2 separate regions of the Mus musculus genome follow, and region 1 is linked to region 2. The links are chromatin contacts, called in public HiChIP or PLAC-seq maps. All regions are on one chromosome and are shown on one strand. The core of a region is the stretch at or near the end of the contact, and the rest is flanking DNA. Distances in the headings are between cores, read along the strand shown. Region 1 overlaps Fmn2 (formin 2). Region 2 holds the start of Grem2 (gremlin 2, DAN family BMP antagonist).

Region 1 (4,749 bases), core at 2,184-4,683, 240 kb before region 2:
AATTGCAATATATCCAGACTTGAACAAATATATATGAATATTATGCAGGTTTTAACATCATAATATAGTGTTTCTGTGTGTGTGTGTGTGTGTGTGTGTGTGTGTGTGTGTGTGTGTGTGTGAGTTTGTGTGTTCATTAATGAATTCCTGACTGAAGCCAAAGATGAGTACTGAGACGTCTTCCTTTTTTGCTTTCCAACCTGCCAGTACAAGTTCAAATGGAAAACAGAAGCCAGGGAATAATACAAACAGTAAAGTTTATCATGATAATTAGTTATCATGGGATAGATAAGAGAATACAAAATTAAGATGACAGCTCTCACCATACTTCGGGGCTCAGCAAGCATACCTAGGGAAGGAAGGACAAGTGTTGGAGGGAGTCTTTCAAGGCCATGAGCAGAACTCACTGGGGAAGTTCTGATTGGAACCCATTAGTTTGTGTACGCCACTGTGAATAGATGATCATGAAACAAGGTTTCTTGTAGTAGGTAGATAGACTCATGAACATTCTTGTAAGAGTCAGCATGCTCTGGTCATGAAGATGCCTGGAGCTTGGACTATGTTTATAGAGTCTAAGGGACAACCCTCAGGGGCCAGCTAGTCCATGGCAGTTTTAGAACAAATGCAATTGGTCAGAAAGCCAAGGCCATAGCTGCAAAGCTTGTACCCAGCTCCGCACAATGCGTGAGCTGTGGGGTAGTGCCAGGGTGCACTCGCATGTCCTATGATACCACTACTCCTGGTCAGTACAGAGGAGGAAAATATAAGCAGACAACTGTGCGCTGGAGTGGGAAGATAACCTTTTTTCTGACGCAGCTCCTCTAGCGCCTCCTACTGGCCGAACCTAATTCCCTGTAAAGAAGGGTTCCCCTACTCTTTCATCTGGAAGTAGGTTCCAGAAAGTCAATCAGGAGGTGAGGAGCAGTATGTGGCAGAGGTGACACAGAGAGGACTGCGGTTTGGAGAAATATAGTCTTACCTTGCATGTAGGTCATCTGTTATTTTGTGACGCTATGTGACATAACTTATTGCAATGAAGGATCCATGGGGGATTCTGGGCGGCACAGGTGTGTGTGTGTGTGTTGCGAGGGTGGAGTGGGTGGAGTCACCATGCATATGCTTAGTCTTGGCATAGATTCTCTTTGGAAATCTTTTAAACTTTATTGTGGTGGCTTACTTATAATAATTAACTTAAATAAAGCCCCCTGACTGAGTCTTTTTATTTTTGTACGAGAATCTGAATAGGCTGTGTCTTACCAATAAGAACATTTGAAGGGCATGCAAATTTTATCTAGAAGAAAGTAATGTTTTAATTCCACTTTGTCATAAATATGTGAGACGTAATCTTTCAGAGCATTCCATTACTTACCCTTGGGGACAAAATAATATAGCTAATGTGAATGCCTTCTCGTAAATACACTTTCTTCTTGCCAGATGCTTAAACGCCAATGGACTGTTTTAAAGTCGTCGTATTTGATCTCTCTGAAACAGATGGAAGTATTTGTTATACAAACCTTATTTAGAATGTAATCTTTTTTTTTTCTTCCCTGATTGCATATGTTTGGCAGTGAGCTTTCCCTTCTAGATGTGAATGAATTTTGGGCAGTCTCCAAATCTAAACACACCCTAATTTCAAAACCCACAATCCTGAGGGCCCGATTCCTGTTTATCAAGAAATTAAGACTTTGTGAAAACCACATAGTTACTATATACAGTCTGCTGTAGTGAGGTTTTAAAAACAAAACTCTTTATAGTTTATTTAGGGTTATTGAGTATCATTAAGTTCACAAGAGTCAAGTCTTTGCAGTATATAGTTATTTGAATGTATATATTGCTTCTGATTTTTAAAATGTACTCCTACTATGACATACTGAGTTTATGGGGAAAGTAAAGAGGGATTCTGAGGTGGAGAAGGGCGGGTTATTGAGGTACATTCTTTCTTTTTTTCTTAGTATATCAAATGACTAACACTACATCTAAATGTATCTAAAATATCCATGGAAAACTGTGAGTTGAAAGGTTTTTTTTTAATTTTTTAAAAATTTTTCATTTTACTTCATGTTGAGAAAAATGAACAAAGGTGTCCTAAGTTATATTTTTAAAAATATTAAAAATGAAGCTAAACCTTGGAAGTCAATCCTATTAGAAGTTCAAATGAAGAAAAACGTGAATAAAGGGAGAGAGGGAACAAGTTCTACACCCCTGGGTGATTGCCCAGCTCTAATCCAATTTAAAAGATGGGTTGGGGCGGGAAGAGAAGGCAGGTAGGACAGAAAGAATGAGAAGTCTAAATTTACACTTCTTAGGATTCAATTTCACAGGCATACTTTATAGTTTCAGTAATCTTCACTTAGGGTGGTACTTGACATACCAGCAAACTTTAATCTGGAAGAGGGCTGGAGTGTGTGTCACATGATACCGCATCCTGAAAAGCGTCTACCCTGTTGCATTAGTGGAAATGAATTGGATTTACCATCTGTGTTCCCCTAGCTTCCTAGAGGAATTTAATTGATTCATGTTTGAAGCACCATTCAGCCATCAGGTTCTTCAAACAAAAATGCATTGACTTTCACAGTGTAGCTATTTTTTTAAAGCCCAGCTCTCCCATTTCACCGTTCTGTTGTGTTGGTTCATGGGATCTCTGCAAAGCGTGCTCATTTCCACCTGTAAATACACTGAAGGCGAATTGCAGAACTAAAAATGAAAAGCTGTTAGACTTTGAATCACTCACTGGTTCCATAGGCTTAATTAAAAAAGGAAAAAAGAAAACAGATGATAAACTGTGCTTATTTTCAGAAACCAACTCCATTGCAAGGCATTCCTAGTAAATTAGTTAAGCTGACTAGCACGCCAGCAGTAGTAACTGGGGAATGGCGTTGGTTGGTCAAATCTGCTTTTTCTCTTGTTTATGTTATGTTAGACTTTGATAGTTGGTTTTCCTAAGAGCACTGGGTGTCCCTCATGGTCACCGTTTCCTTGGGCAGTCCATTGCTAATTGCTGTTTGCAGATATGTGCACAGTTCTTTTTTGGGGCTTTTCAGCAAGGAAACTGCCTGGTTTGAGTTTTGGCTTTGTATGTTTGGTTTTAGTTCTATATAGTTCTGGCTACTTTACTGTCTTTCTGCTTTCTGCCCTCCAATCCCCTGGCTGTGCTCAGTTCCACCAGGCTACTTAGACTGTTACACTAGAGCGGCAGTGAGCAGAGCTCTTTCTGAGAATGTCATTCTCCTGATGAAAGCCGTTAGTTTCTCTTGCATCCTGCTCTCCTGGGGGCTGTTTCCTTGTGTCAGATGACTTATGCATTTGCAGGGTGGTGCTCCTCTTCCTTTGCATTCTCTGTTTGCTGTTACTCACTTGTCCTGCCCGTGTACTGTGCAGATATTCACTTACTCAGCATCTTCAACCTCTCCAACGTCAGGAAAATTCCTCCCTTAGTTATTATCTGCCCTTGACATGCACTTAAGTGTAACAAAACCATATACCAAGACACATAAGCATCTATGGTATGTGTTTAGCTTACCAGTCTGAACAAATTCCTTTGGATATTATTTGTGTTTAAATGCCACGTTTCAGAGCTAAGGAGATGGCTCAGTCAGTAACTGCTTCCCAGATAAGCATGAGGACTTGAAGTCACATCTGAAGAACCCATGTCTAAAGAAAGGCTTAGCAGTACATGTCCTTCACCCCAGCACTGGGGAGGCAGAAACAAGAGGATCCCTGGAACTCACTGGCCAGCCAGCCAGCCCATCTTGCAGCACTAGCAAGCTGTAGGTTGTGTGAGCAAAATAGCTCAGAAAATAAGGTGGAGGCAATCAAGAGAGCTATTCAGTATCAATCTCTCACTTCCACACTCACGTACACACCCAACTCAGGAAGGCACACGTACACGAGAACATGGGTATGAACACATGTATACTGTTTATGCAAATAAGATTTTTATAATCATAATTTGAATATGTGGCACAGATCACATGTCCCACAAAACTAGTTTAGGAGCTTTTTGGTAAGAATTTTAACTGTATTATTTGAAATGTCAGATATATGCAGAACATATATTAATTGTATTCAAGCCAAATCTACCCTACTGTTTCCCAACTCCACCCCCTGCCAATATCATGTGTTTTATCCTTGCTTTCCATGTTCTTATTTTCATCCTCTAGGTCCAGTGACTGGTTCCTTCCTAACAGTGAATGTGATCCTTCCAAAATGTTTCCCAAGCTTTCGGCAGAAAGGAGTTGATATAAATGTTCCGTTTAGGGTAGAACACATAAGTAATCACTTACTCCCAGTACTTCGACCATTACAAGTCTCTCCATCAACTACTGCCCACTGCAAAAGGATGTTAATGGCAGCACTAACTTATGGATTGAATTCCTGATATATCTGTTCTGTATTGAAAGGCACCTTCTCAGATCCTTCTGTCCCTAGCAGGACTCACATGGGACACGGGACGGTGGGTGTCACTGGGCTCTGTAGCTTCTGTGTTTTGCATGATTGCTGTTTGTACAAGAGAAGTCCTTTCCTGTACTCCTGTACTCCACTTCGGCCTGGTTTGGTCTTGAGGGTCCTGGTGCTATCCAGTGTATGTGAGGAGCAACAGTTACCTTCAGCTTCCTGTGCCAAATGTTAGGGCTTGCATGGGCCCGGGTTCTCAGTTCTGTTGCCTGCTTTCCTGCTGAGGCCCTCATCTGGCGTGATGACTTCATCTCCAGACATGGTCTCATCGCAGAAGCATCTCTGTTTTCTTTT
Region 2 (4,960 bases), core at 1,382-3,881:
ATTGCACTGGAGCACAAACCTGGCTAACCCAGCCTGCAGTGTGCCCAAGAGACTGTGGTCTACCATGGTTTACTCTTGGACCAGGCAATACAATCATCTCATATCAGTAGAACCCAGGACCCAACTCAGGATTCAAAACCATTCTCTTGAATCAAAAGAGAGCTAAGGTGGAGATGTTTTAAAATATTTGAAGGCATGTGATTTGTTTAAATTATACCTTACATAGTTTGAGGAAATCTAGATCTCTGGCTGGCTATTGTAAGATGTAAAGAGAATGAGGATCGGAGTGCCTCTCTCCATAAAAATGATAAGCAAAAAACAGTGAATAACCAAAACGCGGTGTATGTATATGCCTAGACCCCCATCCAGATATAGACATGTATCTGAAAGCCACTCATATATCTCAGCCTATACAAAACGACTGTACTCTCACTTAGTCAATGCAATGTACCCAGCATGGCTTTGGAGTTGAATGGCAAGGAGAAATGAGTTATAGGATACTGACAAATACTCATGACAAAACTATCCAGGCTTGCAGGATGTCTCAGCGGCACCAGCCTGACGGCCTGGGTTTGCTTTCAAGATCCCAATATGGAAGGAGAGAAGTGGTTCCCTAAAGTTTTTCTATTAGCTCCTTACATGCGCACACTCACACACAGACACACACACACCAACAGTAATAATAATAACAATTATTATTATTATTAAGCTCTTGTAACTACAAATAGACTTAAGTTGGGTGAGTTGCATGCAATGACTAGTGAACATTTTACAATCAGTTTCTCAGAGGATGTTAAGGATGAGATATATTTCTCTACAGTACTAACATGTTCTTCCTTAAACATAGCATTTACCCAGCACATCTATTGCCTGTCAAGACTTTTTTAAAAAAATGTCCCATGTGATCACTCGCTTTGGTCAAAGGGCAAAAATGTGACATTTTCCTAACTCCACAGTAGAACGACGCATGCATTCTTCCTAATGACGAAAGAACACAGCCATCTGATTAAAAGAAAATGGGTCGACGTAAACGCTCCACGGTGATATGCAAAGTGAATAGCTTTCTTATAACTTCCTTATCTTGCTTGGGCAGGCACAAGATTTGGGATAAGGGCAGTGCTGGAACTCAGGAACCGGAGGGGGGATGAGCCAGCTCTGAACTGTCAATGAATGGGTCTCCATCAGCAAATACCAGGAGCTGACTGAGTAGAGCGTTCCTCAGATTCTGCATCTGATGGCCCACGTGACATCCTGAAGAGACCCCTACTCTGTATCCCCATTCCAGGAAAAGCACTTCGTACAGAGGCTAAGGCTGTGAATATCAGCCCTGAGGACTGTCCAGGACCAGTCCTTTATCACAATTACTCACTCAGTCCCGTTGGCTTTTCCAGGAAGATGGAACTGATTAAGCAATGTTAATTGAATCATAAGTAATCAACATGGGGGAAAAATTACATAACCAGCTTCAAAATTGTGAATCAAACATGGCAAATTCCCAGGAAAATAGCTATTTTATCGCCCCCCCCTTACCTTTCACCTCAAAAATAAACACAGAGAAATCTATACCTTGGACGATTAAACAAAACTACGAACTACACATTTCATTGCCTGGAAATGTTTATATTTTGTACAAAGTTTTTCAGTTCATAGTTTTAATTATGTAGCCCAGGCTGGCCTGGAACTCACAATCCTCCTGCCTCAGCCTCTTGAGTACTGGGATCAATTCGTATGCTTTTAACCTAATTTGAGAGAGTTTAGAACTCATCCTGTCAGGGGTGCTGAAAGACAAATGTATCATTAATTGATCAGTGAAGGTAAGACTATGACAACTGCATTTTTTGTTTTTTGTTTTTTACTTGCTGTCTCCCTTCTTTCCTTCTCTCCTTCAGACACAGCCTAAATACATAGTGATATTTCAGCCATGAGGCTGTATCCACTTTGGTACATGCTTAGGAAATCAAGACCATGCCCAAATCCTCTGTGGCTTCCTGATCCTACAGGGAACACATTAACATATTAGGTAGGCTGACTATATTCAAAACCTGCTTTCTAAACAATTACATGTTGGGTCATCATTAGAATGCGGGTCACCAAGGGGAACCCTCACTACAATGTGCAGATACTGGTGTTATTTATTTAATTAGTTAATTTAAAGATCGCTGTGAAGTTTAAAGGTCTGGGCTTTCCACCTACGCAGAATCCAATAGGTGAATCCACCTGGTGGCCCCAGCCACATGAAAGCAGTGTAACTCAGGGGGCATTCACTCGGCACTTCTCTGCGAACCAGCCAGCCCCGCGGACAGACGTGAATCTACCCTAGGTGCCTTAGAAAGGCAGAAGATAGAAACCTGTGCGCAGTCAGATAGGTTGTGACAAGCCGCATACCTGCAATGACGAGATGGAAGCCTCCTCCTCGGTTCCCTTGTGTGTCTCCCTGTCCCTCTCCTCTCTGTGAATGACAGGATCCACAGCGGGCTGTGCGCCGTATCGTCGGGGGCAGCCGCAGCCTGGTTCTGCAGGAGGCCTGGGAAGCAGCGAGGGTGTGCGGAGCGAGCGGAGCCCAGTGGAGCGCACAGAGGGCGGAGCGCGTCCCAGCCGCGCCTGCAGATGTGGAAGGAGCTGGAGACAGCACTGAGTCCTCTAGGCGCTGCATGGGGATATTATCACAGGCTGGAGTTTCTATTGGCTCAGAACACCAAACAAATCACACCAGTCACCCCTCCTTCTCGGGCTTCACTCAGCCCTCGCTTCTCATCTAACCCACAAATACTTCACACACACACACACACCCCAGTCGCTCTCTGTATTTCTCCCTTCCTCTTTGCAGACTGTGGATTTACAACCTTGTGGGCAGCTCTTAACATTTTGTTTAGCAGACTTCCAATCCAAACCTTGTCATGTAGAGAAATCCACCAGCCTCTTTACCCGCAAACCCCATTCACGCCTTCAGATCATTCTCTTTAGGGTGGACTCAAAATGTCAAGAGTATAGAAACACACACACACACACACACACACACACACACACACACACACACACACACACACACACACACACACACACGTACAAGCACACATGTGTGTGCACATGCACATAAAGCTAGGTTCCTTTTGTTTTTAATGACTGAGGCGGGTGAAATTGAAGGCAAGCTGATCCCATGGCCAAAAATGAGTTTAATTAATGATTAAAGTCTTGAATGAATTCAGCGCAAAGTATCCAACGTTTAGATTTATTTTCTTTTCCACATATCCTTATATTTTCCCGATATTTTGAACACAGAGATTTCCAATACGAATCAGGTTATTCAGCATCCAGAGAATATAGACCAATGTTCGCACACTTGGTCTGGACAGGATAGATCACTTCACTGTGATGTTCGCTGGATGCTGGCTTTTTCTCTGGGGGATTTTTGGTTTCCATTGGCCTCTTCAGCACTGAACCTCCATGAGTCTCAACTGACAAAGGCACCTGAGTGTAAACTCATCATCTGTATACATGCACAGAGGTAAACCTTTGATCCCATCAATGAAGAAATGGCCTAAGAAAATCCTGAGACCTTAGTTACTGAGCTGGGAAATTTCAAAGAAAATAAGATTTCACCTTATTTTTTTAAAAAACAGCCTACTATGGTCTTTCCTCAGTATATTTTATTGGTTTTCTTGGCAAAAGCTGTTGCTTCTGAAACCACAGAACTCCATTTTGATTTTTGCCTTGATGGTTTCTTTCCCAGAATTATCCTATTTTGCATGCCTTATTAAAACCCGACACTCTGGCTTCAGCCAACTCACAGCGCACCTAAGTTCAAAATCATAGAGAATAATATATATATATATATTTTACAATTTGCTGCTAACAAACATCTTGCCTGCTTTCTTTTCATATTTAAATCCATTCCAACAATGTGGAACTACAAAGCAGTTACTCAGAAGGGGCCAACCCAGAGTCAGCCGAGACATCCCAGATTCCTCAGGGGAAAGGACAGAGTAATAAGCAGCTGCTGAAGATAACACCAAGCAGAGCTGGAAGATGGGGTGAAGGCCTCTCTTCCGTCTTCTGGGACTTATCTTCCCATGCTAACTATGAGAATCAAGGGAAGCCGAAGAGTGAATGCGGCAGAGTCTAACCAATGTTCACCTTTGCCCTAAAGAGCTGTCAGCAGGGACTCAGTTGTCCAACCTGATGGTCATTCTTTACATTATTTCAGGACTAGTCATATATGTAAGTAAGCTAGCTATCAGTTGCTTGCTTTAGAGATGCCTCTCAGAATGAATACAAATAGAGACAACCTACAAATAATATCAAAACAACAGCAATAATAATCATAAAACAAGTCTTTTTATTTTGCTTATTATATGCAGGGCTCATTATAGCTTTTTATATCACAAGAGAGACAGTGTCAGTAGAATCATGAGTAGTGGAAAGGCACAGATAGCATGGCTGTATGCTTCAAATTTGAAATTTCATTTCAGGTAATAATTCAATCCAGTTAATGAAGAGCAAAACTGGATGATTTAAAAGGCACTTCTTGAGCCTAATCAGTTATGCAATTAGTGGAAAATAAATCATTTGTATATATTCCTTATTCTTCTGATCATTTACTACATTTAAGGAGACAGTTTTGTTCAAAGATAATCCCTATATGCGACAGTTCATTAAGCCTTACTTGTTTTAAATGGCATAGACATTGGTAATAAGAAAATTCTTGGGTCTTGATAGGAACAATAATGAGTAGGCTGCAGTGGAGATTAATGGCCAGGCACTCTTTTATTTTATATTATACTCTACCTTGTCACCATCTTTATTTCTATATCCTATTAAAAACAAAAACAAAAACAACCAAGAGGCATTCAGAGTTGGCATGCATCCAAGAGAGGTGAAAAAGATAATGATTATGCAATACTACAATTTATAAGAGATGCTCAGAGAACTGAGGGTCTTGTCTTAGAGATAGAACTCATGG

What was found. HiChIP or PLAC-seq counts read pairs in DNA pulled down with a chosen protein or histone mark.
Region 1: a CTCF HiChIP or PLAC-seq map of the NIH/3T3 cell line shows a contact between it and region 2, with 14 read pairs. The contact joins the enhancer-like site here to the promoter of Grem2 in region 2. A contact is called at or near these places in 7 of 39 promoter capture datasets (the 3T3-L1 cell line, 3T3-L1-derived adipocytes, cranial neural crest and 2 more), 1 of 15 datasets of contacts at CTCF or cohesin (the NIH/3T3 cell line), 2 of 484 Hi-C or Micro-C datasets (nephron progenitors and uterus), 2 of 115 datasets of contacts at active chromatin or transcription factors (the NIH/3T3 cell line and embryonic fibroblasts) and 2 of 9 other capture datasets (adipose tissue and pancreatic islet).

What each region holds. Positions count from the first base shown.
Region 1 is chr1:174,674,003-174,678,751 of GRCm38.p6, forward strand. All of the region lies in intron 8 of Fmn2 (formin 2), which reads left to right. Among named protein-coding and RNA genes, the nearest start is that of Gm51689, 80 kb to the right of the region's middle. Within about 2 kb of position 3,434, at least 14 of the 459 cell types and tissues checked have an H3K27ac peak or open chromatin away from gene starts, as enhancers often do. A contact at or near this core is called in the NIH/3T3 cell line, where this site is marked.
Region 2 is chr1:174,919,188-174,924,147 of GRCm38.p6, forward strand. It overlaps Grem2 (gremlin 2, DAN family BMP antagonist), which reads right to left and starts at 2,632. Exons shown (of 2, transcript NM_011825.1): 1 at 2,386-2,632.